Regions from separate parts of the Mus musculus genome. Here all the other regions are linked to region 1. The links are chromatin contacts, called in public HiChIP or PLAC-seq and promoter capture Hi-C maps. All regions are on one chromosome and are shown on one strand. Each heading gives the region's core, a stretch centred on a gene start, on an enhancer-like site or on the middle of the called end of the contact. The rest is flanking DNA. Distances are from core to core; before and after follow the strand shown. Region 1 holds the start of Fem1b (fem 1 homolog b). Region 2 overlaps Anp32a (acidic (leucine-rich) nuclear phosphoprotein 32 family, member A). Region 3 overlaps Coro2b (coronin, actin binding protein, 2B). Region 4 holds the start of Skor1 (SKI family transcriptional corepressor 1). Region 5 overlaps Gm35658 (a long non-coding RNA gene). Region 6 holds the start of Coro2b (coronin, actin binding protein, 2B). Region 7 has its middle 18 kb from the start of Gm35658.

Region 1 (4,037 bases), core at 987-3,486:
ACCTGGCATCAGGTTCTTTTCATTGTCACCTCAAAACAGCTTTCTCGTCCATGATCTAAGACAGCAATGGCCAGAGCCTTTCTAAATTTGTGAGAAAACTAATTTCTTCCTGACAGGTTCTCTTATCAACCCAGATCTCAACAAGCTCCATAGCAACAGCTGCTACTACAGGGACTCATTCCTAACTTAATAGATATGAATGTTTACATAGTGGGGCCATCCTGCTTCAGGCATAGGTAAAGTTGTGAGATGCTGGAGATCTCTAGGACACAAAGCCAAAGAATAGGCATGAATCAGGTTGCCATCTTTGCTCATCTTCCTACTATCTACACTAGAACCAAATATAAGCTATGACCCAGGGGCTGGCATTTCATTAGAATACAACAGTCCAAATCATTTCCCTCTCATTTAAAACTGACTCAAAAGCTTTTATGGTTTAAGGAGGAAAAAAAAAAAAAAAAAAAACAAACAAAATTTAACATTCATCTTTAAAAAAAAAAAAAAAAAAAAAAGATGCTTTAAAGCCCACACCTATAATGGAAGCTAAAGCAAGAGGTTGGGGGATTCCAGGTCAGCCTGGGCTATGCAGCAAGACCTGGTTTTGGAGACCAGAAGTAGCAAAGAAGAAGGGAGGGAGGGAGGGAGGGAGGGAGGGGCTAGAGAATATAAGAATGCTTCCAAACAGGCTTTTTTGGTCAGGCAGTTTTTACTAACCAAAACTAAATTGCATTTCTATACGTAGATTCCACCTACTGCAAAAGAAAATGCTAAACTAGTAATAGCTTATTCATTTACAGGTCAACAAAAACCAATGTAAACAAAGCAAACTGAATACAGCTATATTATGCCAATCATTCCGCAATCGTTCAGCACAGGAAAAAAAAAAAAGGTATCAAACGTGACGACTCTGTTATCTTCCTCCGCCCCCCAAAAATATGTACAATTAACCTCAAATGAAAAAAAATATTAGAATAATAGTAAATAGTAAATTTTTGAACAATGTTAAGTGTTTGTGAAACCTTCCCACTGTATCACCCTATACATGTAATTTAGCAATGGCGTAACTTCTACGCCAGGCCCAGAGCCACCTGTACAGCCAAAAATATTGGCCAGCATTGTGGGAGAGTCAGAACCGTGCCTAGAGATGCCCAGCTGCATGACAAGATTCTAGGGGCTTATTTTAACAGATAGTCCCACGACCTGCTTGAGGCTCGATCCGACCACGGGAGGGGGGGAGCGGGAGGAGAAGGGATATGGAGAGGTTAAATGAAGCATCAAAAGGTCCTCAATTTTAATTGTTGATCTCGTTAATTTCCGATCTAGGTTACTACGCCAGTGCTGATATAAAGATACAAAAACCTAGATGGGCAGCCACCACTCCGACAGTGCGTGTTCGCTGACTAATGAAGACTATAGATCTCAAGACCCAGGGTGTGGCTACCACCTACAGGGGGAAAAGGGTAGGAGTCGATAAGAAAAGGCAGCAAAGCATAGCTCTGGGAGACGAGGTGGGCATCAATGGGGGTGAAGGGATATGAAAAAGAACTGAGTCCACACATGAAAACAGGGTTAATGAAGGATGAGAGGATCCAGGGCTTGGGAGGCCCGCGCGCGTCGGAGGGAGGATGGAGTTGGGATGTACCTACCCGTCGAAGCGGACGGTGCCGGTCTGCTGGGTCTGCACACGGTAGTGTTCTAACAGCAAGCGCACCACCTTGGCGTGCCCATTGCGGGCTGCGATGATGAGGGGTGTGGAGCGCTGTCCTCCCTGCTGACTGACATAGCCCAGCAGGTAGCGGATATCGCTCTCTGACCGGTTAAGGAGCAAGGCAGCCAGAGTGAGCACCTTGCCCTCGCTGGCCGCCTTGTACACATAGCCAGCCAGGCCCTCCATGGCCGCCGCCAACTCCAACACCCGTTTGGTCGCCACCGCTGCTGCTGCCTTGCGCCCCCGGAGGCCGCGTCCACCAGCACTTCAGACCCGGGCCCTCACAGCCCATTCAACAGGGCGCCGCCGCCGTGTCCAGGCAGCAGCGCGACCCAGGGAGGGCGGAGACGCAGAGGTGGCCGAGCACCGCCGGAGGCACAAGTGGGACCCGGCCCGGGCGGGGAGAAGGACGGTCAGGGCCGCCCCCGAGGCCCCAGGCACCGGCCCTGGGCCGAGGGGATCTCCATGGCGGCCGCCGCCCCGGGTCTCAGGCCGCCTCCTTCCTGCGGGCTGCGACAGGCGCGCGCCCGAGCTACGGGTCGCCGCTGGGGTCTCGAGAGGCCCGCGCACGCCCTGGATAGCGAGCGATGTGCACGCCTGCCCGCGCCGGGCCGGAGGGTCTGGAACGGCCTCCACTTAGCTCCTCGCCGCAGGAAAACCGCGGGCACTCGCCCACCGGCGATCGAAAGGGTCCGCTGGCGAGCGGGGCTCCCGTGAGCCGCGCGTGGGTGTTCGCGGACCGCGCCGGCAGCACCAGCACCGGAACTTAGGGCGGGAGGAAAGCAGCCGCCGCAGACGGAGCCGAAGGGAGGGAGGGAAGGCAGGAGTGGGAGGGACGCTTAAGTAGGTATTGCTTCCTAAACCGACCGGCGGGCAAACGAGGCTATCCTAAAGAAAGGTTCCGCTGTGCGCAGTTAGCTGAGCTCTGATGCGGGTTTGAAAGTCCCTAGTGCCCTTGACGCAAGTAGCCATCTCGCCCCCACAGGACCCTAGGATGCTTAGTCAAGGCTGGGGGCGGAGAGAAGGCTACTGAATCTACGGGCTAGAAAGCACATCCAGTTTTATGATTATTACTGTGGGATACTGTCTGCCAGTGATTCACGCGCGGGGGCGCGAGGTGGGGGCCACAGGAAAAGGGGAAAGAGCACCCAAAAGATCCATTTTTGAATAAGGGCTATTATGAGCCTCCGAAATTTGGGAGGGCGAGAGCCGCTTCACTGAAAAGCAACTGAAAGCCTCACCAGACCTCCCAGGAAAGGGGATTAAGTGTGTAAGATAAAGAGCTAAGAGGCAGCAGTCATAGCCAGATGGAACCAGTCTCTAGTCCTGACCCTGCAGAACCTCCGCTGTCTCACTTACACGTCACAGAATTGTTAGGATTTGAAAAGAGCATTTATCCAAAGAATGCTATAAGCCATTCACGTACAAGGCTTTGGTTAGCATCAGAGATTTCTTCATCTAGGCTAGGCCTTTCTCTCCTGGGGCTTGTGTGGTTGTGTGGAGAAAGCAGACAAATAAATGATGTAGAGTTGTTGGATTCATGTCATTACTATGAAACAAGGGCTATGGGTGTGGACTAGGAGACTTCGCCTGGGTGGTCAGAGAAGTCCTCTGTAACAGGTGCCTGAAACAGAGGCTGGACAATGGAAATAGTTCAAAGATCCTGAGCAGAAGACAGATGGTGAGCTCAGAACAGAAGCAGTGTGGCTGCTGACTGTAGGAAGAGTTCTAAAGGATTAAGTCAGCAGGATGCAAGTCATGTGGCCCAGTGACCTATGCAAACGGTTTGGTTTACTCTGGGATTGCATTTAGGGAGTTTTAAATAGAAAAGTGACAAGATGGCGCTTTTTTTTTTTTTTTTAAGATCACATGCATGCTCCCTAATGTGTGCAGAACATAGCCCAGGAAGCAAGAGTTTAGAAGTTCAAAGGCCAGTTAGGAGAGGCTGGGATTAAGTGGAGGATAAACCACTTCTCAGATTATCTCCTAAAACAGTTACCTATTTTCAGATCCCTATGCAAATGTCGGGGGGAGGGGGCTTACACTATTAAAAAAAACAGTCTTGGAAATAAGAACTGAAGATAAGATTTCCTTTTTAATATTTATTTCTGTATTTTATGTATTCGGGTTCTGTGTCTGCATGAATGCCACTGTGCCTTCAAAAGAAATTATCAGGTCCTACTAAAGATTGGTTGTGGGCCAGCATGTAGTGGAAGAGAATTGAACCTGTATCCTCTGGAAAAGCAACCACTGAACCATCTCTTAAATCCCTAACTTCTGCTGACATAACTAGTAGAAGGGAAAGCTGGCCTGTTTTTGCGCTGGGACT
Region 2 (4,037 bases), core at 920-3,419, 450 kb before region 1:
TAGGACCTCATCTCTTTATTCCAGCCCCACTGCCCAGTGTGTAGGCTGGAGGGAGGATGGGGCAGAAGCCCAGAGTGGGGAAGCAACTTCTACCAGGGCACACAGCAAATTCAGAGATACAGCAGGGACAGAAGCCAAGCATCTTGCAGTGTGTGGGTGCCTTTTGACTAACCGGCCCTTTTCGGCTATCTGGACTAGTGCTCTGCGGCTGACTATATGCCAGCCCCTACCGGAAGACAGGAAGGGAACTGTTAAGTGAATGGAGCCTGCTACGTTTGACCATCACCTCCGGCCTCCCAAGCTCTCTCTCCGCACTCCATCTCTCTTTCATCACCGTACTCTCCTCCTTGGACAGCCAGTCAGACCCCACAGCTGCTCTCTAGGCTGTTTCCAGCTTCTTTGGTAACTTTCTGTTACTTGAAAGTTGAGCGGGACCAGGGCAGGGCCAGGCAACCAGGGAAGGCTTGGTTGAGATGGGAGGCAGGAACGAGGCTTTAAATGGAGGGCTACTTGGGGCAGGAGTTCGCCTCAGCAGTTAACAGCGCTTGCTTGCTGCTCTTGTCGAAGACCCCGGTTTGGTTCCCAGAATCTACTTGTGGCTCACTGGCGTTTGTAACACCAGTTTCAAAATATCTGATAACTGTCCCCTGTGAGCATGCACACAGTACAAGGCATGCAGGCAAAGCACTCATAACACATTTTTTAAATCTTTTTTAAAAATTAAAGATAAGAGGAACGCAAAGGCTGGGGGCAGAAGCTAGGTATCCTTTTGAGCAAGCCTGGCCAGCACCGAGCCTTTCCAGTGAGTGGAAGCGTCCCTAGCACCGAATACTCCTGCAAGGAAAGCACAGGCGAAATCACCCGACCGCGCGGGGAAGAGTGGGGAGGAGCCAGGGACAAGAGCGAGTCGCAGGGCTGGCGGGCTGGTGCAGTCTCAGCCTGCCCTGCCAGCTGGACCTATGAGCCAGCCTGATCTTCCTCGGCCCGCCCTCCTGCCTCTAAGTAATGAGGATGGCATCACCGTTGCCCGCGCCACGTGCTCCCCCGCCGCCTGCCTGCAGAGCTGCTTTGTACGTAGCAGCAAAAATCCGAGGCCCGGAGAGGCTTTCAATTCTCGGGGAGGGTTTTGTTTGTTTTTAAAGCGAAGAAGGCTCTTGCCCCTGGCTAAGACTACGGAAGATCCTGAGAGGCGTTGAAACCCCCAAGCCCTGGCAGCCACAAGGCTGCAGGAACTTGGGAGGATGGTGGATGGGCCGTGGGTTCTCTTACTTTTGGGGATGGCGGTGGGGGGCAGATTCTGACCTAGGACAGGAGGCGTGTTGTGGCAGAAAAGAAAAATTAAAATTAATCACCCGGGCCAGAGTTCTCTGCCCAGCCGCCCATCTTCCGCCCCCCCCCCCCCCCCCCGTCCTCTGCCGAACATCAATCTCTCTGGCCCACTTCACCCCATACTGTGGGCCACATTTTAAAAATTGAAGTAATAAGAGGGCTGGAGAGATGGCTCAGCAGTTAAGAGCACTTGGGGCACGTGCAGAGGACTTGGATTCTGTTCTCTGGACTCAGATCCGGCCCCTCACAGCCCCCTGTAATTCCTCCAAGAGATTGCCCTCTGCAGGCTCCCCTACACAAGTGGCATTCTCTCACAGAGACACATAAATGAAACTTTTAAGTTTTTTTTTTTTAAATCTATAGATGGGATTCTATGTGTAGTGTTTATTTTCACCAAGTGTGCCTACAGGCAAACAGTTTGTGTGTGCTCTGAGTAAAGTAGGTTTTGTTTGTTTGCTTGCTTTTTGTTTTATTTGTATTAATGTGGCTGTGTAATTAATGCGTATGCATGTGCCTGGGGAGACTAGAGAGAGTGCAGAATCAATCCACTCCCCTCCCCAGCTGGAGCTACAGGCAATTGTGAGCCTCTGACCCTGGTGCTGGGTACCAAACTCAGTCAAGAGCTGCAAGTGGCTTGCCTGCTGAGCCATCTCTCCAGCTCCTAAAATGTATCCCTTTCAGTGGGTTATGATCAGAAAACACTGACCTCTGTTCAGTAAGATCTCGGTAACTTTCAAAACATCCAGCCTTTCCCCCCAGAGCTGTGTCCCTTCCCACACAGGTCGGTAAGTAGATTTTACCGTTAAAACAAACGCAAGTGTCCGTTTATTAGCTCTGCCTCAAACCTCAGTGACTCACACAGCGTGGCCTTCTAGCTAGGAATGGGATCTGCAGCAGGGGGTGGCCCATTTAAAAGCTGACCTAGTTAAAATCCAGGAGCACCAAAAAACACTGGGTCAATCTGATTTGAGTCTTCTGTTCGAAGCCTGGAACCTGGAACCTAAATTGGTCAGGGACTGACAAGGTTGAAACCAAACCACATATATTTATCCAATTCTTGTTCAGTAAAGGAAGCGCAAATCATGTCTGGAGGTTGGGGGTAGAAAACCAGGCAAAGCAAGATGTAGAGGTTGAACCCAGAGGGTTTGTTTTAAATGCTCTCCACGGCTCCAGAGCAGGGTGGGAGGCTTGGGGTGTTGGGCTCAGAGCCTGTGGCAGGAAGGCATGGAGGACTGGGCCTGGTTAGGAGCCTTCATTCCCTGCTACCATCTTCAGTGTGGACACCATCAGTAGAGCCAGTGGTAAAGGGGATGGTGGGTAGCTTTTTTTTCTTCAAGCTGGCAAAATTCTAGGCTAGACTTCTTATTGTGTAATCCGGCCCTGGGTCGTTGGCACTAGAATTCTGAGAGGAAACTGGAAGCCCAGAGAGGTGAGAAGGGCGAGAGACCAGTGGTTCCCCACTCTTCTTAACTGATTGCAACCATACAATTTTTTGTTGCTACTTCATAACTGTAACTTTGCTATAGTCACAATGTAAATATCTGTGTTTTCTGCTGGTCTTAGGCAGACCCCTGTGAAAGAGTTGTTTAACCCCAGAGAGGTGGAGACCTACAGGTTAGGAACAGCTGGGCTAGAGAGAGGAACTTGGACTAGAGCCAGGTCTGTTTGGCTAGAGTCCGCCTTCTGCCCATCCTGAGTTGCCATAGAAGTTCTGAAAAAGTAAGGGGCGGCTCTTAAAGTGTCCTTTCCCCCTGGGTCATTATTTTTTTTAGAAGGCCTGTCGTAGACCCAAGATGTCCATTCTAATCAGAGCCAGCGCCACAGCCATGTGACCTACACACATAGTTGGCTGTCACTGTCTTAGAATTCTATGTGAGGCTTTGTTTTGTGTTTTGTTTTGAGATGAGTTTCACATAGCCCAGGCTGGTCTCAAACTCAGTGTATAACTGGGGATGGTATTGAACTTGTCATCCATCTTCTACCAAGTTTATGTAGTATTGGAAAAATCAAACAAGAGACTAGTACAGGCTAGGAAAGCATATGCTATCTACCAGGTAAATTTCCAGCAAGGGGCCCACCATCTCATTTTGCACTGGGCTATAGTTACATAGCCATTCCTGATCAAGACAGCGCCTCTCTCTTCCCGGTCTCCGGGTACCTCTTATCTCCCCTCGTGGCCTTTCAGGGCTGTTTACCAGCCAGCTGTGGATTTCCAGCCTGCCACCAGCTCTCTCTCTCTCTCTCTCTCTCTCTCTCTCTCTCTGTCCGACTCCTCCTCTACCCCCCATCTTGGATCACCATGGATTCTGTGACCCTTCAGCCAACTATGCGGCAGGAGTGTCTTATGTAGGGAGAACTGACTGGAGTGTGCTGAGTGCTGCGTCAGTTTGGTATTTTAGTGGCTGATCCCATCCCCTGTCAGGGCTGGTGCTTGATTGGCATAGGCACACGCCCAAAGCTGTTGCGCCCAAAGCTGTTGCGGGAAAGCATGAGCGTTGATCCCACCTGCTATAGTGCACTGTTTATGCTTATGAGCTGTTTGGGCCCCTCCCCCCTCTCTCTGTATTCCCAGTACTTATTATATTGTGCCTGGCCCAGTAAGAGGGACATTTGCTAAGCAGTGCTGTCCCATGCGTCCCTCTAGGCTGATTATGGGGAAGGACAGTCTCTGACCTCTAGGAGGGTCAGATGCTTAATACACGATTAAA
Region 3 (4,037 bases), core at 722-3,221, 360 kb before region 1:
ATAAATGATGGGACATTTACCATGTGAGCCTGAAATGCTCAGGAGCCCTCCTCCCCTTGCTTCCTCTCCTTCCTCCTTTCTCCTCCCCATCTTCCTTTCCTTCACCATAGAGCACAGGCAGAGGCTGAATCACACACCTAAGTTTTTGGTTCTAATTCTCACCTACAAAGCAACACTTCCAAACTTGGAAGCACGGGGTGTGTCCAGCAGAGATCCTCTCCCTCAGTCCCTTCCCGACCCTTGTCTTGTCCTCTCTATTTTGGGACTGGTTGGAGAGGGAGGGAGGGGGCAAGGCTGAGAGGAGAAAGAGGTAGTGTGTATAGAGGCTCTCTAGGGGAAGCAGGGAGGTACATGCTCAGGGTTATGCCTGGGAAGCACCCATTGCTCAGCTCACCGAAGTGTCCTCGGAGCAAGAGGCGATGATGTTGTCAATGAAGGGGTTCCATTTGATGTCCAGCACGTTGCCCTGATGACCGCATACCTTGGGGTAGTTTGGCTCGATTCTGCCTGTCTGTAGGGAGAGACAAATCATTAGGTTGCTGTCCCCATTCAGAGTGGCTCAGAAAGGAAAGATCTTTGCTTGGACTCATCTGCTGGGGTGGGCTCCTCAGGCCCTTTACTTCCTTTCTGTGTCCTGATGGAAAGCCCTAGGCTGTTCTGACATCTGTGACTCAGGAAGCTGGTGGTTTTTCTCAGGAGGCTGGAGCCACAGCCTTAAACATTCTTAGGCTCTGATAAAGGTGTCAAGGCTATCACCCAAAACAGGAGAGCGGGGTTAGGAAGCCATGCTTCCACCATTCCTGAGCCTAAGTTCCTTAAACCCTCACTCACATAGGCTCCACCAAGCTCTCTTACTGGTGGGAGGGGGTGCTTTCAGGTCAGCTACAGTTCTCAGTAAGTCAATGTATTCAATGCTTGAACCCTGTCACTTGCAATGTTTCTTTCCTTAGAATCGCAGGTGACTGGGGATACCTTGAAGGTGCTCTAGGGTGAGAATTATAATATTGGGGTGGGGTGCTCTCTTGTGGTAATTATGAAATATTTTTGATTGTGTGCATGGTGTCTGTGTGTTTAGGTTGGAGGTCAGAGTTCAACCTCTGGACTTCCTTAGAGGCCATCCATCTTATTTTTAGACACAGGCTCTCTCACTGACATGGGACTTACCAGCTGATCCAGATTGGCAGGCCACCAGCTCCAGGGACCCTGTGATAGCTATTTCCTGGATTACTGTGGTGTAAGAATGTGCTACTGTGGTCTCTGTGGGTTCTGGGGATTAAACTCAGGCTCTCCTGCTTGTACAGGAAACGGTTTTTACAGCGGTGAATGAATCATCTAATGTCATCTTTTGCTCTAGCTTATTTTTATTTTTATAGGTATGGCTGTGTTCCACGTGTGTGCCCTCAGCAGCCAGAAGAGTGTTTCAGATCCTCTGGAATGGGGTTAGAGACCATTGTGAACCACCGTATAGGTCCTGGGAATTGAACCTGGGTTCTTTGAAGAGCAGCCAGTGCTTTACTGGGGCAAGCTCTCAACTCTTAAGTCAACCTGTGGACCCAGCTGACCTAGAAGTCCTGGAGCTCTTTCTAATAGCCACCCAAGGGCTGGGGTTGCAGGTGTGCACCGCCACATCCAGTTTACTTGGTACTAGATGGGGGTAGGACCCAGTGCTTTGTGTGATCCAGGCAGACACTCTATCAGCCAACCTATGTCCCCAGCCCTAGACTGTGATTTTTAAGCTGAGCCAAATATGATCCCAGGATCTCCTGAAGCTAGGCGTTATCATTAGTGCTCATAACAAACCGAATTCGACATGATGAAATGAAGGCCCAGAAAGGCTAATTAATGGCCCCCAAACCAAACAGCTGAATGTGAGGCTGAGAATTTTAGTGTGATTCTTCCAAGCAAGCCCTTTGAACCTTGTTGTTCCTAACCAGTGCCTTTCCCCCAGTTCCCCTTAACTTGGCAGGCTGGAACTTGGCAGTCTGCAGCTCTCTCGCTCCCTCTCCCTCCCCCCTCACCTCCCAGCACTACTCCCAGCTCATCTTAAAGCTGCACTTGAGTATTTGCTTAGCAAAGCTGTTTGCATTAAGTTTCTGGCACCCAGCCCAGCCCAGGCCACTCTGAGAGGCACGGAGGCTGGTCAATTGCTGGCTCTCAGGAACACTGAGCTAGGAGCCCACGGGGGATGGGCTGGCCCTGGAAGGAACGGTCAGCCACATCCCGGACCCTGTGTGGAGTGAAGAGAGACAGGGGCCATGCTCTGGGGATGAAATAAGATTTTACTTTTTTTTTTTAAGATTTATTTATTTATTTATTTATTTATTTATTTATTTATTTATTATATGTAAGTACACTGTAGTTATCTTCAGACACACCAGAAGAGGGCATCAGATCTCGTTACGGATGGTTGTGAGCCACCATGTGGTTGCTGGGATTTGAACTGGGGACCTTTGGAAGAGCAGTCAGTGCTCTTAACTGCTGAGCCATCTCTCTAGCCCCTACTTATTTTTTTTAATGTGTGTGTGGTATGTTTGAATGTGTATCCCACAGTAGGTATGTTGTGTGTGTGTGTGGTATGTTTGAATGTGTATCCCACAGTAGTTATGTAAAGGTCAGAGGACAATTATGTGGAATTTTACCTCTATATGAATTCTTAAGTCATCGGACTTCTGTTGTGTGGCAAGCACCTTTACCTGCTGGGCCACTTTACCATTTTTTAAGACTTGTTTGTCTTAAATACAGACTCTCACGTGGCTCAGGCTGGCATTGAACTTGATACCTATGGTTAACTTTGAATTTCTGCTCCTCTTGATTCCAGCTCGGAAGTGCTAGGATTACAAGCATGTGCTATCTGCGAAGGTTTATACCTCTCCCTATGGCCTAGTGCATGCTAGGCTAAACACTCTACCAACAGGGCTCCATGCCCAACCCCAAAGAGACTCTTAGTAGGACACAGTTGGGCAAATGTAATAGACACAAATAATCTTGTATACATGGTGAAACAGTTAAGATGCAATGAATTTTTAATACTCTGTACCTCAGCTTTTATTATAATTTATTTAATTGTAAGTTAATGCAATTTAATTTTTAATAAAGGCTGTACTTAACAATCGGCTTTAAAAATTTCCTAGAAACTTAGCCGTGGGCTCTTGTAGACAGGACACACCACCACCAACACACCACTCCTAGTATTACTAAGACTTTTGCTCATTTGCCACTTTGACATAAAGATGAAATAACAAGTCAGATGCCCTGACTAAAATTATACAAATATATATTATATATATAATTGTATATAATTATAATATATATCATCTGGAAGGCAGAGACGGGAGCATCTAAGTTTGAGGCAAGCCTAGGGCTATACAGACAGACTCAGCTTCATAAATAAATAATGAATAAGCAAACAAACAAATACAATAGCTAGTTCAATTCCCACAGGGCCTATGAATACAGAGTAGACCCTCCTCTGTCTGTTTTCAGGCCTGGCAGCAGGTTGTATCTGATTCCTTCTTCTAATACTTAATGCTAGCCTTTCCCCCAATAATTCTCATCTGACACCAGGGTGGACAGATACTATTCATATATATTAATATAATCAAATCTGAGCCTGGAAAGATGGCTTAACTCTACTTTCAGACTGGAGGACCTGCGCTTGGGTCTGTGACCCCCAGTAAAAGTCAGGGATAGTGGCACTCATTCATAACCTTGAAAGTACAGAGACAGGCAGATCCCTGGGGTCCCATAGCCAGCTAGTCTAGCTGAATTGGCAAGCTCTTGGTTCGTGAAAGACCTCTCAAAAACCTAATGTGTACAGTGGTTAAGAAAGACATTCTGTACTGACTTCTGGTCTCAACCCACACACATCATGTGTGTGCACATACACACCTGTATACACATAGACACACAGACACATGCACACAAACACAGACACATACACACACACACACACATACACACACACACACACACACACACACACACACACACACACACACATACACACACACACACACACTCACAGGAAAAAGTGGCCA
Region 4 (4,037 bases), core at 752-3,251, 340 kb after region 1:
TGGCAGCGCCTCGTCCGCACCGTCCTCGTCCAGGGGCCCGCGGGATAGAGCGCTCGGGCAGCGCTCCTCCGTACCGAGGCTGCCCTCTTTAGCTGGCTCGGCACCGTCCAAAGACTCAGGACCGCCCCCGCCAGCCGCCGCCGCCGCTGCAGCAGCAGCCGCAGCCACCGCGGCCGCTACGGCCTTAGCTTGGCTCTGAGCGGCCGGGTAAGGAGGCACCGGGAGGCTCCCGGCTGCTGGCCAGAACATGGGAAACGTCGGGTATACAGTGGCGGCGGCAGCTGCGGCAGCTACCGCCGCTGCGTCCTTGGCTGCGCCGGAAGGTTGATGTCCCCAGAACATTGTGCCGCCACCAGGGCCGGGCCCTGCTCCTGGGGGCAAGTGGCCAGCTCCCGGGCCACCCGCACCCGCGGCGGTGCCAGCGCCCCCACTGCTCCCGGTGCCAGGGCCTCCCTTGGGTTCTCCGGCGACCAACACTGGGTCGTCCTTTTTGGGACATAGGCCGAATGCTGTGGGGAAACCGTAAGGATGCGGGAAAAGAGGCGGGGGCAGCTTTTGCAAGAGGCCAAAACCTTTGCTGGGCACTGGAATCACCGGGTAGCTGCGAACCCCTGCGCTGCCCCCAGGTCCTCCAGGTCCTGCAGGGCCACTAGCTGCCGCCGCCAGGCCAAGTGCGCGCTGCGGATGCGGTGGAGGTGGCCCGGGAGGCCCAGCCGCCTCGTCTTCACCGCAGCGCAGACTTTTGTGGGGCGGTGGGCCTGGGGCCATCTCTGAGCCGCACCCTGGACCGCCACCGCCACCAGCGCCGCCCTTCCCTGCACCACCAGACCCGCTATTAGCGCCGCCTCCGCCGCCCCCTTGCAGGGAGAAGGTCCGCTTGCGCGTACCGCCATTAAACATAGCCTTGACGTCCTCCCAAGCGTGGCTCAGTTCGTCGGTGGCCGACTTGTCACTGAGTTTGAGGTGCCGACGCCACGAGTTAAAGTTGGCGGCGTCGGGCTGAGTGTACTTGGCGTCGGGTGTGCGGTGCGAATGGAAGATGAACTTGTTGGGAGAGAAATACATACTGCAGTAGCCGCACTTGATGCACTTAGCACGAGAGCTGTTGTAACGGGCAGGGATGAAGCTGCCCCGAGAGCCCCATGCGCACTCGTGCACCACGTCAAAGGCGAAGTTCTCAGGCAGTTTGGGGGGCTTGTGCTCGCCCAGGAACGACTTGCACAGGCGTTCGGCCTCTCGTTTTGTGATCATACCACAGCGGCGAGAGGAGATGGGCATGGCCCCGGCCCGACGCAGTATCTCCAGCTGCACCGGCGTGCATTGCACGCATGTGATGCCCAGGGCCACGCGGCGGTTGTGGATCTCATTGTAGCTGTAGTTTTTGAGCAGGGTGTTGGAGATCTGGGCTAGGCACAGGCGCTCCTGCCCATCAATGACCAGCGACACGATGGGTACCCCGTACAGCGACGTCTCGCCCACCTGGTTGGGTTTAAGGGCGCTGGATCCCGAGTAGGGCTGCAGCTCTTGCTTGGAGTTGGGAGAGGAGCTGCCCTCGCGTCCCGGCCCCAGCTGAGTGGTGAGAGCCTCCATGCCGCCGCTCCTGCGAAACAGAGAGAGCAGAGAGCAGATGAGCCATTTTTTTAGCGCCGCTACCTAGGTTCAGGCCCGCCCAGCGGGGCGCAACGTGTGGGGTGCGAGGGGGTTACTTGGCAGTGGGGAGCTCAAGCTCATTCGTCCCACGGACTGGCCCCTTTTGTTATTCAGACCAGCTTCTGAGCTGAAACAAAAGCACCCGGGGGGCTAAGGGAGGAAAAGGGAAAATCGAAACCTCAGGAAAGCCCCGGCTGCCAGGAAACCAATCCTGTTTTCAGATTGGAAAGGAAGTGGGACCCAGAGACGGAGAGTGACTTGCCCAAGGCCACACAGCAATGCCATAGCCAAATCCAGGCTTTCCAGCCGGCACTCAGGTTTGCGTGCCTTCAGCTACCTCACAGCTCGCCCTGCCCGCCAGGGTCCTGAAGCCCGGACTTCAGGGACCAGCGGCCCCTCTGCTCAGTCGCGCATGCACGCGTGCGGGCGGGGGCAGTGAAGGGAGAGGTGGGGAGGCGAAGGAGGGGCACTCACTGCCCATCACAAACTGCAGGATGTAGGGGTGGGGGCAGGGAGAAGGGGGAGGGATGGAGGTTGAAGGAGGAGGATAGAAGGAAGAGGAGGAGGCCACTGCTGTTCGCGGTGCTGAACCCTACCCTTTCCAAAGCTTGTCGCGTGCACCACGACCTCGGGTGGCCCCCAATGCACCTATCTTCGTGGTGACCGGCTTCCAGGGACAACAGTACCGGTTTGCACAAACCTGTACTTCTCTTCTGACTCCTTGAGCCCGGTGTTCCTTGAGCAGAAAGAGTCCAGCTGGGTTTACAAAACGCTTTCTTGCCAGCCATCAGTTAGGCCGGGATCACGCAGTCTCTAACCACATTTTCTGCATTTTTTAGCTGCATTCCAGACTAAAGCCGGCTCCCCTCTTGTCAGCGCTTGGGACAGAGAGGTTCTCACAGGCGTTTCTCTGGAGTCACTTTTTAGCTTTGGAAACATGCCCCTGAGCTTTCTGTCCTCTTCCACACAGCTTTTCTTACTCAGACCCAACACAGGCTCCCCAGGCTCTGGGCTGCTCCTTTTGTGGGGGTGACTCCTCTTTGAGTATCCTTCATGCCCCGACATCAGCTCAGATGGGCTAGAAGGAATCTTGGCCACTCTTGGAAGCCACTGTAAAACTCCAAGCACTAAAAAGTTGCTGCTGGTCCCTCGCTTTGATCTCTGGAGAAGGCAGAGAGGAAGCTGTATCCACAGTCTAGCCTGGTGGAGGACCCAGGAATTGATGTTTAGGGCCTTCTAGGTCGCCCAGTCACCTCACGTGTCTTCAGACACTCAGGGCTCCATGGACCCAATGCTGGGCGGCAGGCGCTCTTGCCGCCAATCTAGTCCCTAGGACTCCCTCCTCCGAACTTGGCTGGAAAAGCAAATCCATTTCAGAGGGGTAGCTTCACTCTAACAGGGATCCGAATTCCAAAGCTAAGAACCTGGCATCTTTGGTCTGCAGGTATCTTTCCCTCCCTCTGTTTGCTTAGATACTTATTTGTCGATCTTATCTGTCCCTGAGCTGTCTGTCGCTGCCAGCTCACCGCTCTTTCTCCCATCTATCTTGTATCTTGTTCAAGTATCAACCTATTTATTATCTGTTTCATCTCTTCCAGTCAAACTGAGGCAAGTTGATCCTCCCTTGTCACTGAAATCCCCAGTAACATTTTAGGAGGCAAGCAAACTACTGTGCTAACTCCCTGGCTGAGGGGTCAACAAGGCGAGCTAGGTGTCCCAGGGACGGCTCTCACACAGGCTGAGGAGGTGGCTAAGGGGGCCCGCAGCTGTGGGAAATGACGATGGCTTCTGGGATTTCTGGGCAAATGTACCGGGCCCGCATAGAGTGAAGAGGACACCCTGAGCCTGGAGCGTCCACCTGAAGCTGGGGCTCCTGAGTCCCCAAGGGGTTTTCCCAAAGGGCTTTTGGCCTTGGAGCCCGGAGAAGTGAGGGACCCTAGGAAGGAAACAGCATTTCGAGGGCCAAAGAAGAAAGCACCAACGAAGGGCCGCACTCAGGGACAAGGAGCAGTGCTCAGGGCGGCATGGGGACCCCCTGGCCCGCTCCTGTGGCTCGAGGGGCGAGCCTAGCGAGGTTAAGCAGGCGGGAGGTGGGCAGCGGTGGCAGCGAGGCTGTGGAGTCGTTTGTTAGGATAGGAAACAACCGCCACAGAGTCTAAAGGAGAAGTCAACGAAAGAAGCGCTGCGGCGGCCGGCGCGGGGGCTGTGGGCTCGCGATCGCAGGTACTCACCGTGCGGGCGGCTGGAGCCGGGCAAGCGGCGAGCGGAGGTGCGCGGCGGGCGGAGCGGCGGGCGGGAGTCGGGGATCCGCCGGGCTCTCCGGGTGACGGCGCGGCCCCTCCCCGCGCGCGCGCACAGCCGCGCAACCCCGCTCCCCGCGCTGCCAC
Region 5 (4,037 bases), core at 1,094-3,593, 300 kb after region 1:
AATGACATGGATCTGTAGACGGCTGCCAGCCATTCAGAGCATAATCAAAAGGAACAAGCTGGCACACATGAACATAAATGTCCACATACAATGTTTGTAGACATTTCATTCATAGTTGTAGCTGAGGATGGGGCTCTGTTAGTAGAACTCTTCTCTAGCATACACGAAGCCCTCTCTTAGTCCCCAGCACCACATAAACCAGGCATGGCATAGTGGCAAACTCCAGAAACTCTAGACCTTAGGTGGTGGAGGCAAGAGATCAGAAGTTCAAAGTCCAACTACGCAGGAAGTTCAAGACCAGCCTTAGCCAAAACAACAAAAGACCCTTTCCCAAAACAACAAAAAGTTTCATTCATGATTGTCAAAATGGACAGCAAGATGGCTTGGCAGGAAAAGATGCTTGCGACTAAGCCTGTGTTCTATACAGGGTAGAAGGTAAAAGCTCCCCCTGCAAGCTGTTCTCTAACCTCTACACACACAGTAATGGTACATCCACACCTTTCCCTCACAGGAAATTCATTAATTAATTATTCTTAGGGTTCCAATTTCTGTGATGAAACACCATGACCAAAGGCAACGTGGAAGGAAAGAATTTATTTCAGCTTACACTTCCACATCAGTCCATCACAGAGAAGTCAGGGCAGGAACTCAAAATTGAGCAGGACCATGGAGGCAGGAGCTGATACAGAGGCCATGGAGGGCCACTAATCACTGGCTTGCCCCTTGCGACTTTCTTACCACATCCAGGATCATCAGCCCGCAGGTGCCACCATCCACAATGGCTGGGTCCACTCATATAAACCATCAATCAAGAGAATGCGCCATAGAATGAGTCTATTAGTCAACCTGGTGGAGGTATTCTCTCTTTTGAGGTTCCCACTACCAAAATTACTCTAGCCTGTGTCAGCTTGACATAAAAATTAGCACATAAATTTAGTAAAAAAAAAAAAAAATCAAAATTAACAAAGATACCATAATTTTCAACAGTTGTAGACAATTCAAAAGGTGAATTAGTAAACTGAAGTTCAACAGTTCAACAATACCATGGGATATAATTAAGCAGACTTAATAAATGAGCTCTCAGCTATAAAAACAAAAACAAAAACATGAAAGAAACTTAAGAACATACTACTTAGTGAAGGAAGCCATTCTGAAAAATTCACAAAGGGCACTGTGGAATAAACAAAAACATAGAGATGAAAACATAAAGAAATAAAAACAGACAAAACCAGAAAACTACAGTGCTGCTCTGGGGCTGTGTCTTATTTTTCTCCCTGACGAAAGCAATTTGAGAGGGAAAGGGTGCATTTTTGCCACAGTTCAAGGTGGAGAAGTCAACTCATCTGCTGCCCAGCTCTGGCTCTCCATGTACTTGGTCCAAGATCCTAGCGCCAGGAATGATTCTGTCCACAGTGGGTGAGTCTTCCCACCTCCATTAAAAAAAAGTCAAGATAGCTGGGCGTGGTGGCACACGCCTTTAATCCCAGCACTCGGGAGGCAGAGGCAGGAGGATTTCTGAGTTCGAGGCCAGCCTGGTCTACAAAGTGAGTTCAAGGACAGCCAGGGCTACACAGAGAAACCCTGTCTCAAAAACCAAAAAAAAAAAAAAAAAAGTCAAGATAAGTCCCCACAGGCATGGCCAGAGGCCCATCTTGGGGTAACTCCAGAGCTTACCAAGTTGACAATTAACATTAACCAGCACAGGCTGAAGGGGGAGCAGGATTCTGCAGTGACGGCTGCCTTTGCCAAAAGCTGATGACTTTTCAGTACAGATCGGCCCTTCAACCGAGTAGTGAATAGAAATGCAGAGATTCTGTGGATCCAGGGTTAGAAAAGCAAAAAGCCAAACCAGAGGAGCTGGGGATGCTGGGAAAGAGGCCCGAAAGGGTATCCTACAAGTTTCTGTTAACCTAAAACTGCTCTGAAAAGTGGGTTAAATATCAACTGTACAATGGTGGGACCCCATTGTTAATCCATGTGGCCATGCGTGCAAATACTGGGCAAAGTATGGGGATGGGGGGCGTACAACCAAAACGAAAGGCTATGGTCTACTGTGGGATCACAGGAGCTCACTCTGCAGGCTCTCCTTGTCCTTATTTTCCAGAACAGGAAGAGCTAGGGGCGGCAGGGAGAGCAGGAGCGAGCTGTGCGCTTGCTTGGCGGGACGCCTGTCCTGGCCAAGCATCACTAACCCGACAGAGGATTCCTTGCGTGCAACTGCGGGTGCACACCCCGGCCGGTGCGGGCGGTCCCCGAAGGCCGGTCTAGGGCCCACGATGTTCTCGCGCCCCTTTGCGGGAAGCAGCCGCTGGGTCATCCCCGCAGTGCTTTCGGTTTGCTGGAATGTTCCCCCAACTGCAGAAGTGCACTTTGTTCCCGAGTGGGGGAGGGGCAGCAGGACTCAGCTCCAGGGCGCCCTAGGACTTGGAGGGCGGCCAGCTTTCCGTTCCCAGGGTGCCTTCTGGCGGGGGCGGGGGTTGTCTGCATCCCAGCTGGGCAGCTGGAGGATACTGGACCCGCCTGGACTTCAGGGCCAGCCCTGCCACCCACTAGCTTCATGTTCTGCATCAGGGGTTTGATTTCCTCATTTGCAAAATAGGGACCTGAATAATGTTGACAGCACGCACTACCGGCCTCTGCCGTGTTCCTCTGCGTGTACCTTCCTCCCAATATCCCTTTGAAGTGATACTGTTAACGTAATAAGGTAATTATACTATTAGTTGGATAATTCTCCCTGGCTGCCCACACCCTTTGAACATCACAGATGCTCTGGTCACTGAAAGGCTGGCCCAGCCTCCTCCCAGTAATAAAATGTGTACTATTATTTTCACTTTAAAGATGAAGGCAGAGAAGCTAAGAACAGGTAAGTCACTTGTGGAATGGCACAGTTCCCAAGTGGCCGGGCCATCCAGACATAAACGCAAGCAGTCAGCTGGAGGCTTTCCAGCTCTTAAAATGCAAATACTGCCTTCCTACTGCTGGTTCCTGGAGGCCCTTCAAATTCAGATAAATATACTTATTCAGTCATTTCAGGCTGGGTGTGGTGGTGCATGCCTGTAATCTCAGCATTCAGGATGCTGAGGCAGGGGGAATGCATGTTGGAGTCTAGCCTGGGCTATACAGTTAAGTCTAAAACCAGCCTGAATTATAAAGTGAGAATTTGTCTCAAAAATATGAAAAGTTTGTATGTGGACGCTTAGCAGGTATAAACCTTAGGACCTGAGTTCCATCCCAGGAACCCATGATGGGAGGAGAGAAGTGATCCTTGCATGTCCGCAGACCTCCACACACGTTAACAGTCTCCTTCCTCCCTTCCTTCCTCCCTTCCTCCCTTCCTTTCTTTCTATATTTACTTTTGAGAAAGTCTCACGGTATAGACTGGCTGTCCTAGGACTTGCTATGTAGGGCAGGGTGGCCTGAAACTCGGAGGTCTGCCTGATTATGCATCCCAAGAGCTGCATGCACCACCATAATGGAAAATATATGCACTTTTATAAAAATCAAAAGTAAATGAAGCAGGCCTCCCAGCACTTGAAAATAAATGCATGCCAATCACTGTGATCTCCAGGTCAACCAGAGGTACTCAAAGGATCTAAAAAAAAAAAAAAAAAAAAAAAAAAAAAGAAAGGAAGAAAAGGAAAAAAAAAAGAAAAAGAAAAGAAAGGAAGAAAAGAAATCCAAATGAGTAAGTAAAGAGAAGCCGAGAGAGACAGTGCTGTACACACAGCCCTTTCTAAGGGAGGGATTGTTACTAATACTTCTTACTAAGGAATGGTGCTTATCACCATCTCAGACCTACCATTCTCAAAATACCTCTTAATACTTCCTGCGTATGTGTGTGCATGCAAGGGTGTGTGTGTAAGGCCAGGATCTTGCATGTTAAATCATGCAAGCATGCTTTTTCACCTGGCTACATCCCCCAGACTGACTGCTTCCTTTTATTGTATTTCCTAAGAATGTGGCCTCCTCCAGTGGCTGATGGTACAGGCTAGCCTTGAAGGACAGGAGCCAACTTGGGTAATTCAAGGAGCTTTCAA
Region 6 (4,037 bases), core at 1,012-3,511, 270 kb before region 1:
TGTACAGGACTGGGGTTGTGCCATACAGGCCTGGCGTAGAGAGAAAACAGGGTTAAAGTGGGGATTTTATTTAATCCTCTGATCTGGCTTAAGCCAAAGCCACCTTGGTTTCGGCAGGAGACAAGAGACACACGGAAGGGTTCGTTGGGGGCTGGGCAGGGAGGTGTCAGAGTGTTAGAAAATAATCCTCGCGTACCTAAGGGAAGGTCTGACAGTGGGCTACGTGGGCCCCACTTCCACCATCTCACCATCCTAGGCCCCCAGACAGTGTCCCTCTGCTGTGGAAGCCCCACACCCAGTCATACAGACTGATGGCTCAGCAGGAGACTGAGACAGACTTGAGGGTAAACCCGAATCCTGCCATACTTATATTAGCTATGTGACCTTAGGCAAGTCACCTCACCTCTCCGAATCTCAGCTTTTTCCTCAGTTAAACAGTTTTACCTTCAAGGGAGAAAAGTTGTCTGAATCCGTGTGCATAGACAGGAGAGGTTGCAGGGTCAGTCCTTGCAAGGTCATCTTCAGCCTTAACACTTATGCTCCCACCCGGCCCATGAATTGCTCCTCAGCCCCCACCTGCCTGAAGCTTTGGCATTTACAATCTCCATAACAACACATCTCTGCCCAGCTGCATTTATGCTCATTTAAGAGCACTAAGCACCCTGCCGCTTGATATAGCTAGCTTGACAAAGTTAAGGCCAGGCACATCCGCCCCGAGCCCTCAGGTTATCATTCTCATACAGCTCCCAAGTCCCAGAACTGAGGGCAATGACAAGGTCTGAAGTGAAGTCCGAGCCGGGCTGAGCAAGTCGCTGGGGTAAGGAGCTTATTAGAAGGGTCTAGAATGGACCGCCCAGCCTTTCTGTAAGGCTTTGACCACAGCAGGCTGCCTGGCCTGCTTGGCTTCTACCTCCTCAGCTGTGAGAGCCAGCTGAGCATCTGGGAAAGATGGAGTCTGGCCTAAGGTGTATAGACGGCCAAATCCACGGCTAAGGCCGATGCCAGGGTGTGAGGTCAGCACTCCAACAGAACCTGGGAAGAGTACAGTTCATACTCTTCACTTGTTTGTCCCACCACTACCAAGGCTCATCTTATCCCATTGCAGAAAAGGAAACCTAAGCCCAAACTAGGCCTAGCCCTTCTCCGTAGAGAGACTCAAATCTGCCTTGGCCCAGGGCTTATCCCACTGCCCCAACGGTCTCTCCTCTTAACTCCATTCTTCCATTGGCAGGGAAGACGTCCCCAAAAAAGTTCTTCAACAAACCCGGGCTCCTGTGACAAGTCCAAGAACCTCTTCCAAACTGGGGTCTGCCAGGATGCCTACCTGCTCCTCTCTGTCACACTCCCTGCCCATCCCACCCCATGCAGTAGAACCTTCCCTGTCTCTGGCAGCCACTCAGGGATCCGGCAGCGCCTCTACAGGGTAGCTTTGGAGTCAGGCCCAGGCTTCTGGGGTAAATGGCAAAGACAGGCAGGTGGGGTTCAGCTCCCTTGTGTGTCTGACTAGCATGGCCAGCCCATCCCTGCATCATCAGCATGGATCCCTCAGTCCTTACGGCGCGTGACACTGAGGGACAGACACCCAGAGCGCCAGCCAGCCCGAAGCAGCTTTCCAGGGGTTAAAATTGCAGCACCTTCCACAAGAGTTAAAAATGCAGTCCCGGGGCGCACAGTGATGTGGTCCACACCGTCCAGGATAGCTGCAAAGGAGCATCCCCTCCCGGCATCCCGTAGTCCCCTGGGGGCCGAGCGACTCCTGGGAGCTGGAGCGCGCGCGCGCGCGCGATCCCTTCCTAAGCCCCTCAAGTCCCTGCCCGGGGGGTTGTAGCACCCGCGGGTCCCCAGCGTGGCGACGATCTGCGCTGCTTACCTTTGTGACAGTCATACAGAAAGCGGGCGGTGGGGCTGGGCGCGGGCGGCGGCAGGCGGCTGGGCCGGGCTGGGGACCGCGCGCTCGGGAGGCCGCTGGCTGATGTCAGCCGCGGCCGAGCATCTATAATAGATGAGGCCGCCGCGCCGCAGGAAGGCGAGGCAGGAAGAAAGGCGGGCGGCGGGCCGCGCGGGGGGCGGGGAGGACCGACCGGGGACTCGCTACAAAGAGGAGGCGGAGGCAGAGGCGGGAGTGCAGTCCGGGCGCCTGACGGTCCCCAGCCCCGCGCGTCCAGGCGCTGCCCCCTCGGGCTCCTGGCACCTGCGGCCGGGGCCGTGGGCGGGGACCCGGCCTTCGGTGCCGCGTTGGCTCCGGGCGCCCGGTGAAGTCACAAGCTGGACGGGCGCGGCGCGCGGCCGGAGATGCCTTCCCAGGGCTGGTCGCCCCCTGGAGGTTCCCAAAGTCCACCCGCTACGGGTCCCGCAGCTGCCACACGAGTTCAGGGTGGCCAGGAGGGCTCGTGGAAGCACTCCTTCGCATCTCAGTGATGAGCTCGCCTAAGGCCAATGTGGTCCATGTTACATAGGAAGTGGCAGGACTTGAGTGTAAAGTACTTAGACAGAGGGGCATTGGGCCCAGTTGGCTCGCCAGACTCGCCCAGAGGCTCTCTGCTTGGTGGCAAGCTTCTTAGAGGTTTCCTTTGCAGATCCTGCGTTCTATAGTTATAGGGACACAGGGGGAGCTCTCTGTAAGAGAGGCAGGACCGACCCTCCTCAAGAGTGTTCACATCACTGGGGAGATGACAGGTACAGTTGCTCTAGGCAAATCCCAGCCAGGTTACCTACACCCTGTAGCAGCTGCAGGAATTTCAAGTACAATTGCCTGAATATGGCCATGCGAGTACCTGGGCAAAACCGGTTTGGACAGATAAGGAGCCGCTGCAACCACAGAGAAGGGAGGAGGGAATGAGGTATTTGGAGCATCTCTCTCTCTCTCTCTCTCTCTCTCTCTCTCTCTCCCCCCCCCCCCCGGGGGTTCTGAAGTGTGCCACCTGCTCTCAGAGTTTCTTCACTGCAGTCCAGTGTGAGCACCTGCCCCGGAGGAAGGTGCAGGAACAGGGAGGTAGGATGCCTGCTCCATTCCGCAGCTGTATTTCTAGAACAGTACTACACACAGTGACAACTACTATAAAGTGCTTTGGCATAGATCCCGATATTTTTATTTACAGTTTTTTTTGTTTTGTTTTATCTTAGTTTTTGTTGGTGTTTTGGGTTTTTTGGGGGGGCATCCCTAAGAATGAGCAGATTTCGTGGGGGGACGTACCTGGTCTGACACAGTGACAGAGCCAGGACTTGTGTCTGTGAGTTACAGAGTTCCTCCACAGCTGCTGCCATCTTTGAACTTCTTCTGCATCTTGGGAAGGGTATAAACACCTGTCCGTCTCCAGGGGCCTTGCAGCAACTTTACTAGGTCTCTAGGGAGAGCAGATGTAGCTTCAGGCCTCAGGCATTGGCTCTGCGCCAGACCCCTCCTAGGTGTAGTCATGCCAGGCCTCAAGTCTTTACTGCCTCACCCCCCCCCCACCCGCCCCAGAAATGCCGGCTTCATTCTCTGAACCCCATCCTTACCTGACATCCAACCACTGTACACTTAGTTCAGAGTCTCTGGGTTGTCTCCACATGGGACAGTACAGCAGGGAGCTAGCTGGCCCCTGGGTATGATTTATCTTCCTGCATGACCCTGTCTCAACAATAACGAAACTAAAGGCAAAGAATGTTTGAGAAAGATACCCATTGTGGACTTCTGGCCATCACAAGCATGTACATAGCACACACACACACACACACACACACAGAGACACACACACACACACTGCATCTCAATGATAGGGTGCTTGCCCAGTATGCATAAGGCTCCAGGAAAAGTTTAATGTCACCAGGAACAAATCAAGGATGATGTATGGAGCGGGGGAGATTGGATTAGTCAGTGAAAGTGCTTGCCAGGGAAGCCTGAGGCCCTGAGTTCAAATCCCCAGCTAAGTATTGCAGTGCATACCTGTATTCTCAGTGTGAATCAGGTGAAGGTAAGATGGTCCCTGGAACTTGCAGCCCAGCCTGTCTAGCTAACCAATGAGCCCTGGGTTCAGAGAGAGAGAGACCCTGTCTCA
Region 7 (4,037 bases), core at 996-3,495, 260 kb after region 1:
ATATGTTGCTCAGGCAGGTCTTAAACTCATTATCCCCCTTGCTTCAGTCTCCCGAGTGCTGGGATTACAGGTCTATGCCCTAACACCCAGCAAAGGTCTTTCTTCAGGAACCTGGAGTGTCTGTTACTAGGCAGTGAGGTGGCACAATGCTTAGTGAGAGAGCTGGTGCCTCTGCTTGGATCCAAAGCACTCATAGTGAGTGAAACTTTCAACCAAAGTGTAAACATCACACTGTCGAGGAAACAGTCCCTTTGTTATTCTTAAAACATAGTTAGTCTCATAAAACCCCAAACTTGGTTTCAGATACCACCAAGAAGCTGCAGGCCTGAATTTTCTTATTTGTAGATTTAAAAAAGTACTTAGCTGGGAGGTAGTGGTGGTGCATGCCTTCCATCCTAGCACTCCAAGCAGAGGCAGGAGGATCCAAGTTCAAGGCCAGCCTGGTCTACAGAACGAGTTCAGGACAGCCAGGGCTACACAGAGAAACCCTGTCTTGGGGAGAAGGGAGGAAATAGAAACAAACAAAGAAACAAAAATGTATTTAGTGGTGAGGGAGAGATGGCTCAGCAGTCAAGAGCACTTGTTGCTCTTCAAGGATGCTTGAATTTGGTTCCTAGGAGCTACACTGAGCGGCTCACAACAGTTTTAACTTTAGCTCCAAAGATATGACATATGACATTCTCTTCTGGCCTCTGAGGACACTAGCACACATGTAGGACACACACACACACACACACACACACACCAGTAGCTGGAGTTGTGAGAAAGCACTTGTGTTGCAGGCATGAAGCCCTGGGTTAAGCACCTTGTAAAAATCGGGCTTTGTGACACCCACCTAAAACCGTAGAGGCAGGGGTTCAGGAGTTCAAGGTCACCCTTAGCTATGTGGCAAGTTTGAAGCTAGCCTGGGCTATGTTAAACCCTGTCTCAAAAATTAAATAATTTTTAAAAGTTTTAAATGCACACCCCAAGAGCTAAGGATGTTAGCAGTGGAAGTTTCCTTTCAGGTGGTGTCTGCTTCCACATCCTTCACCGTTTTATGAATCCTTTACAAGGGATGTGTATTTCTTAAGTAATTAAAAACACTAAAGAAAGAAAAAGGTTAAATTAAATTTAAATGATAAACAACAATTCCAATATACTCAGAGAATTTAACATGCCCTGTAGAACTAATTTTATCTTGAAAATATGAAGAGATTAGATACATAAAACAGAGAACTTAAATTATTAAAACAAAACCAAACAAACAAAACCCAGCCTGGGAGGAATCGCTGCTCTCCCACTGTGAGGCAGGAAGGAAGTTGAACCCAGCCAAAGCTGAGGCCCCAGGTGGCCCAAATGAATGACCCACGGATCCTTGAGGCAGTTTGAAGATAAATCTAAAACACATTCTCTCTGGAGAGCAACAGGATTAGATGCATAGAGGGATCTGACACTTTGAAATTCCCACTGCTCCCCCTGCAGAAGAAAGAATCAGACCTGGACCCATGAGCCATGTATTAATGTGAAGTTTCTCTCTGGTGCTTGCTGCTTCCCGGCTTGATGGTCTCCTCCCGGTAGCTAACCTCAGTCACCTCAGCCGACTTTTACATAATCTAGTGCCCTCCTGATCTTTTCATTTCTGCTTTCTACCTAAATCTCCTTTGTCTGAAGACCTCCCGATGTCAGTCATCCACACTCTAGCATAAATAAGTCTCCGCCACACACTTCCTGCCTTTTGCTTTGCTTGTTGGGCTGAGTTCTAAGTGAGTAACTGAGGTGTCACCCAGCGGCTGCTAACTGGTGGAGAGGGCTGGGATGTGGAAGAAGGCTCTTTCCTGGACTTCTGCAAAGCTGTCCCTCTGTGTGTGTGACATTAAAGTCGGTGTCCCAGGGTTCTATAAAGTAATCGGTTGGACTAGTGACTTTGAGGTGGCCCCGATTCTCAGAAATTTGTGCCCGAGGTCCTTAGGTTTGAGGCGGAGAAACTGGGGGAGACTTGAGGACCAGTATTGGGTTTGCAGCTTCTAAAACAAGAGAAGGAAGAGATGCATCCCACATGCTGCTGCTCACCGCCTCGCCCCACCTTCCTCCTGACCTGTGTCTCTAGAGAGAAGATCAAACAAAGAGGTTGTCCAGGGTGGTGGAATGTGATGTTTGGTTAAAGTCCCAGGCTGGCTATGATTATAGTCGCAGTGGCTGGGGAGACGCCCTGGGGAATGTGGTGGGAGGGGTTCCAGTCCCTGAGAACGTGTGCTTAGGAGCACACACACTCACACCCACATGTGCACATGAGCTGTTAACTCGGGCCTCAAGACCCACTGCTACCCCAGAGACACCTTTCTTGAGTGGTTTTCAGGAATGTGTGCTTTCGCCTAGGAAGACTGAAAAACTCCGTGAAGTAGGAGCCCACAAGTAGACCTTCTTCCCATCAGAGGAACATAGGATAAAAAGGAAAGTTAAACAAACAAATCAGCAGTAAGGTAGCTGACCCAACTCCTCCCTGTAAAGACAATAGGATCCTCAGCTCTGTGCCCCAAAGGCCTCTTCTATGTCTCATCCCACAGGCCTGATCCCAGGCTCAGATCAGAGCATCCGGTGCCTAGCAACAAGAAGGCATCTGGCCCAAGGGCCTGCACGTACACACTCTTATCGGCTTTAGGCCACACAGGACGCCCAGGAAGGCTAGAGGCAGGCTAGTGACATTCTTTCCACCAAAGGGACGTCAATAGGAGTCATCACCAACAGACTTCAAGCCAGGAATCAAGGGTTTTAGGTGATCCTAGCCTGCTCTGGGCTCCCAGGCTGGGGTTTAGTCTGGTGAGCTGCTAGTGGAATACTTTGAATGAGTTGGTCATGAGAGCAAGTGTCACTGAGCATGGTTTTGGCCAGGGCTGGGATGCCAGTGATCTGCAGCACCTCTGCCCTCAGCTTCTCTGTGATCAGTGACATTCCCCAGAATTCTTGGTCAAATGTAAGAGGTGGGGCAGCTGCTGTTCCTGTTTGTAAAGACACTGGGACACAGCTGGTTTGGGACTCAGAGTTTATGCTCTATCTGCCATGTGCCTTATCTGTCCTCCCCTCTGTGCTGAGTAGGAGCAGAGCCATTTTCCCAACCCAGTCCTCTCCTCCCTCCCTCCCTCCCTCCCTCCCTTCCTTCCCTCCCTCCCTCCCTCCCTCCTTTCTTCCTTCCTTCCCGCTATGATTTTAGATAGGGTCTCAGTATCTCACACTGTCTTCAAGCTCCAAGGATCACCTTGAACTTCTGATCCTCTTGTCGTTACCTCCCAAGGGCTGAGATCACAGGTGTGTGCCACCTTGCTCAGTTTATGCAGTACTGGAGATAGAACCAGGGCTTTGTGTGTGCCAGGCAAGCCCTCTACCATCTGAGTCACAAACCCAGTCTGAGCTCTACTCTTGTGTTGGCCACTTCATTGCTGTGACAAACGCCTGAGAGAAATGAGAGGAAAGCCTTTCGATACTCAGCTGTTGATTCCAGTCTTGTGAGTGAGGTAGGATACCATGGTGGATGTGTGTGTGTGTGTGTGTGTGTGTGTGTGTGTGTGTGTGTGTGTGTTGTTCTATTTCTGACCTCCAGGAGGCAGCAACACAGAAAAGATAGAGCTATGGATAAGGCAGACCCTTCAGAGGTACACTAACAGTGGCCTAGTCAGTCCCTACCCCTTAAAGTATATTCAACTATGAATTTAAAAAATGAACCCATGAATCTATTCACCTCCCAACAACCTGACAGTCCTTAATATGGGAGCTTCCAGGAACATACTCAAACAGTCCTCAAAGCCCATGATTTTAACCCTCAATACAGCCTTATGGATTGGGAGGGGATAGTTGTCTTTAGGCCCCTCTTCCTCTCTGCTTTTCCCCAGAGTCCCAGCATCGGCACTCATGATGGAAGAAGCAGACAGCAGACCTACTCAGCTGAAGGTGTGGCAATCTAATGTGATCCTCATTCAGGCCAGGATGTGGGTCGAAGCACTAAGAAGAATGCATGTTCTAGGTTCTAAGAGAGACAACATCTCAAAAACAAAATGGACAAA

What was found. Promoter capture Hi-C pulls out the DNA fragments that hold promoters and counts their contacts. HiChIP or PLAC-seq counts read pairs in DNA pulled down with a chosen protein or histone mark.
Region 2: a contact with region 1 is called in an HNF4G HiChIP or PLAC-seq map of pancreatic cancer cells. The contact joins the enhancer-like site here to the promoter of Fem1b in region 1. A contact is called at or near these places in 2 of 484 Hi-C or Micro-C datasets (CD8 T cells and the G1E-ER4 cell line), 8 of 115 datasets of contacts at active chromatin or transcription factors (bone marrow-derived macrophages, embryonic fibroblasts, embryonic midbrain and 4 more) and 2 of 9 other capture datasets (adipose tissue and pancreatic islet).
Region 3: a contact with region 1 is called in an H3K27ac HiChIP or PLAC-seq map of T-cell acute lymphoblastic leukemia, with 2.6 times the contacts expected there. The contact joins the enhancer-like site here to the promoter of Fem1b in region 1. A contact is called at or near these places in 6 of 115 datasets of contacts at active chromatin or transcription factors (the NIH/3T3 cell line, T-cell acute lymphoblastic leukemia, embryonic limb bud and 3 more).
Region 4: a promoter capture Hi-C map of pre-B cells shows a contact between it and region 1, with 5 times the contacts expected there. The contact joins the promoter of Skor1 here to the promoter of Fem1b in region 1. A contact is called at or near these places in 5 of 39 promoter capture datasets (the C10 cell line, cranial neural crest, liver and 2 more), 1 of 15 datasets of contacts at CTCF or cohesin (pro-B cells), 15 of 484 Hi-C or Micro-C datasets (B cells, CD4 T cells, LSK cells and 8 more), 33 of 115 datasets of contacts at active chromatin or transcription factors (the SCID.adh cell line, bone marrow-derived macrophages, cardiomyocytes and 21 more) and 3 of 9 other capture datasets (adipose tissue, embryonic stem cells and liver).
Region 5: a contact with region 1 is called in an H3K4me3 HiChIP or PLAC-seq map of bone marrow-derived macrophages, with 3 times the contacts expected there. The contact joins the enhancer-like site here to the promoter of Fem1b in region 1. A contact is called at or near these places in 1 of 39 promoter capture datasets (frontonasal cranial neural crest), 2 of 484 Hi-C or Micro-C datasets (bone marrow-derived macrophages and uterus), 25 of 115 datasets of contacts at active chromatin or transcription factors (T-cell acute lymphoblastic leukemia, bone marrow-derived dendritic cells, bone marrow-derived macrophages and 19 more) and 3 of 9 other capture datasets (adipose tissue, embryonic stem cells and liver).
Region 6: an H3K4me3 HiChIP or PLAC-seq map of forebrain shows a contact between it and region 1, with 2.3 times the contacts expected there. The contact joins the promoter of Coro2b here to the promoter of Fem1b in region 1. A contact is called at or near these places in 4 of 39 promoter capture datasets (the 3T3-L1 cell line, cranial neural crest, frontonasal cranial neural crest and 1 more), 1 of 15 datasets of contacts at CTCF or cohesin (the NIH/3T3 cell line), 1 of 484 Hi-C or Micro-C datasets (embryonic stem cells) and 4 of 115 datasets of contacts at active chromatin or transcription factors (embryonic forebrain, embryonic stem cells, epiblast stem cells and 1 more).
Region 7: an H3K27ac HiChIP or PLAC-seq map of extraembryonic endoderm stem cells shows a contact between it and region 1. The contact joins the enhancer-like site here to the promoter of Fem1b in region 1. A contact is called at or near these places in 1 of 39 promoter capture datasets (cranial neural crest), 17 of 115 datasets of contacts at active chromatin or transcription factors (T-cell acute lymphoblastic leukemia, bone marrow-derived dendritic cells, bone marrow-derived macrophages and 12 more) and 1 of 9 other capture datasets (liver).

The regions. Positions count from the first base shown.
Region 1 is chr9:62,809,412-62,813,448 of GRCm38.p6, forward strand. It overlaps Fem1b (fem 1 homolog b), which reads right to left and starts at 2,237. Exons shown (of 2, transcript NM_010193.4): 1 at 1,647-2,237. The coding sequence starts at 1,894.
Region 2 is chr9:62,362,857-62,366,893 of GRCm38.p6, forward strand. All of the region lies in intron 1 of Anp32a (acidic (leucine-rich) nuclear phosphoprotein 32 family, member A), which reads left to right. Among named protein-coding and RNA genes, the nearest start is that of Gm40522, 16 kb to the right of the region's middle. Within about 2 kb of position 2,170, at least 82 of the 459 cell types and tissues checked have an H3K27ac peak or open chromatin away from gene starts, as enhancers often do. A contact at or near this core is called in the G1E-ER4 cell line, embryonic fibroblasts and pancreatic cancer cells, where this site is marked.
Region 3 is chr9:62,454,135-62,458,171 of GRCm38.p6, forward strand. It overlaps Coro2b (coronin, actin binding protein, 2B), which reads right to left. Exons shown (of 12, transcript NM_175484.3): 3 at 395-511. Among named protein-coding and RNA genes, the nearest start is that of Gm40523, 40 kb to the left of the region's middle. Within about 2 kb of position 1,972, at least 102 of the 459 cell types and tissues checked have an H3K27ac peak or open chromatin away from gene starts, as enhancers often do. A contact at or near this core is called in T-cell acute lymphoblastic leukemia and stem cell-derived neural progenitor cells, where this site is marked.
Region 4 is chr9:63,144,979-63,149,015 of GRCm38.p6, forward strand. It overlaps Skor1 (SKI family transcriptional corepressor 1), which reads right to left and starts at 2,002. Exons shown (of 9, transcript NM_172446.3): 1 at 1,829-2,002; 2 at 1-1,600. The coding sequence starts at 1,935.
Region 5 is chr9:63,106,993-63,111,029 of GRCm38.p6, forward strand. Gm35658 (a long non-coding RNA gene) reads left to right here. Exons shown (of 3, transcript XR_870837.2): 3 at 1-1,241. Among named protein-coding and RNA genes, the nearest start is that of Gm35658, 16 kb to the left of the region's middle. Within about 2 kb of position 2,344, at least 200 of the 459 cell types and tissues checked have an H3K27ac peak or open chromatin away from gene starts, as enhancers often do. A contact at or near this core is called in T-cell acute lymphoblastic leukemia, adipose tissue, bone marrow-derived macrophages and 12 more, where this site is marked.
Region 6 is chr9:62,534,783-62,538,819 of GRCm38.p6, forward strand. It overlaps Coro2b (coronin, actin binding protein, 2B), which reads right to left and starts at 2,262. Exons shown (of 12, transcript NM_175484.3): 1 at 1,871-2,262. The coding sequence starts at 1,885. Gm39352 (a long non-coding RNA gene) reads right to left here. Exons shown (of 4, transcript XR_870833.1): 3 at 3,499-4,006; 4 at 3,099-3,344.
Region 7 is chr9:63,072,841-63,076,877 of GRCm38.p6, forward strand. No RefSeq gene overlaps it. Among named protein-coding and RNA genes, the nearest start is that of Gm35658, 18 kb to the right of the region's middle. Within about 2 kb of position 2,246, at least 72 of the 459 cell types and tissues checked have an H3K27ac peak or open chromatin away from gene starts, as enhancers often do. A contact at or near this core is called in T-cell acute lymphoblastic leukemia, embryonic stem cells, extraembryonic endoderm stem cells and 3 more, where this site is marked.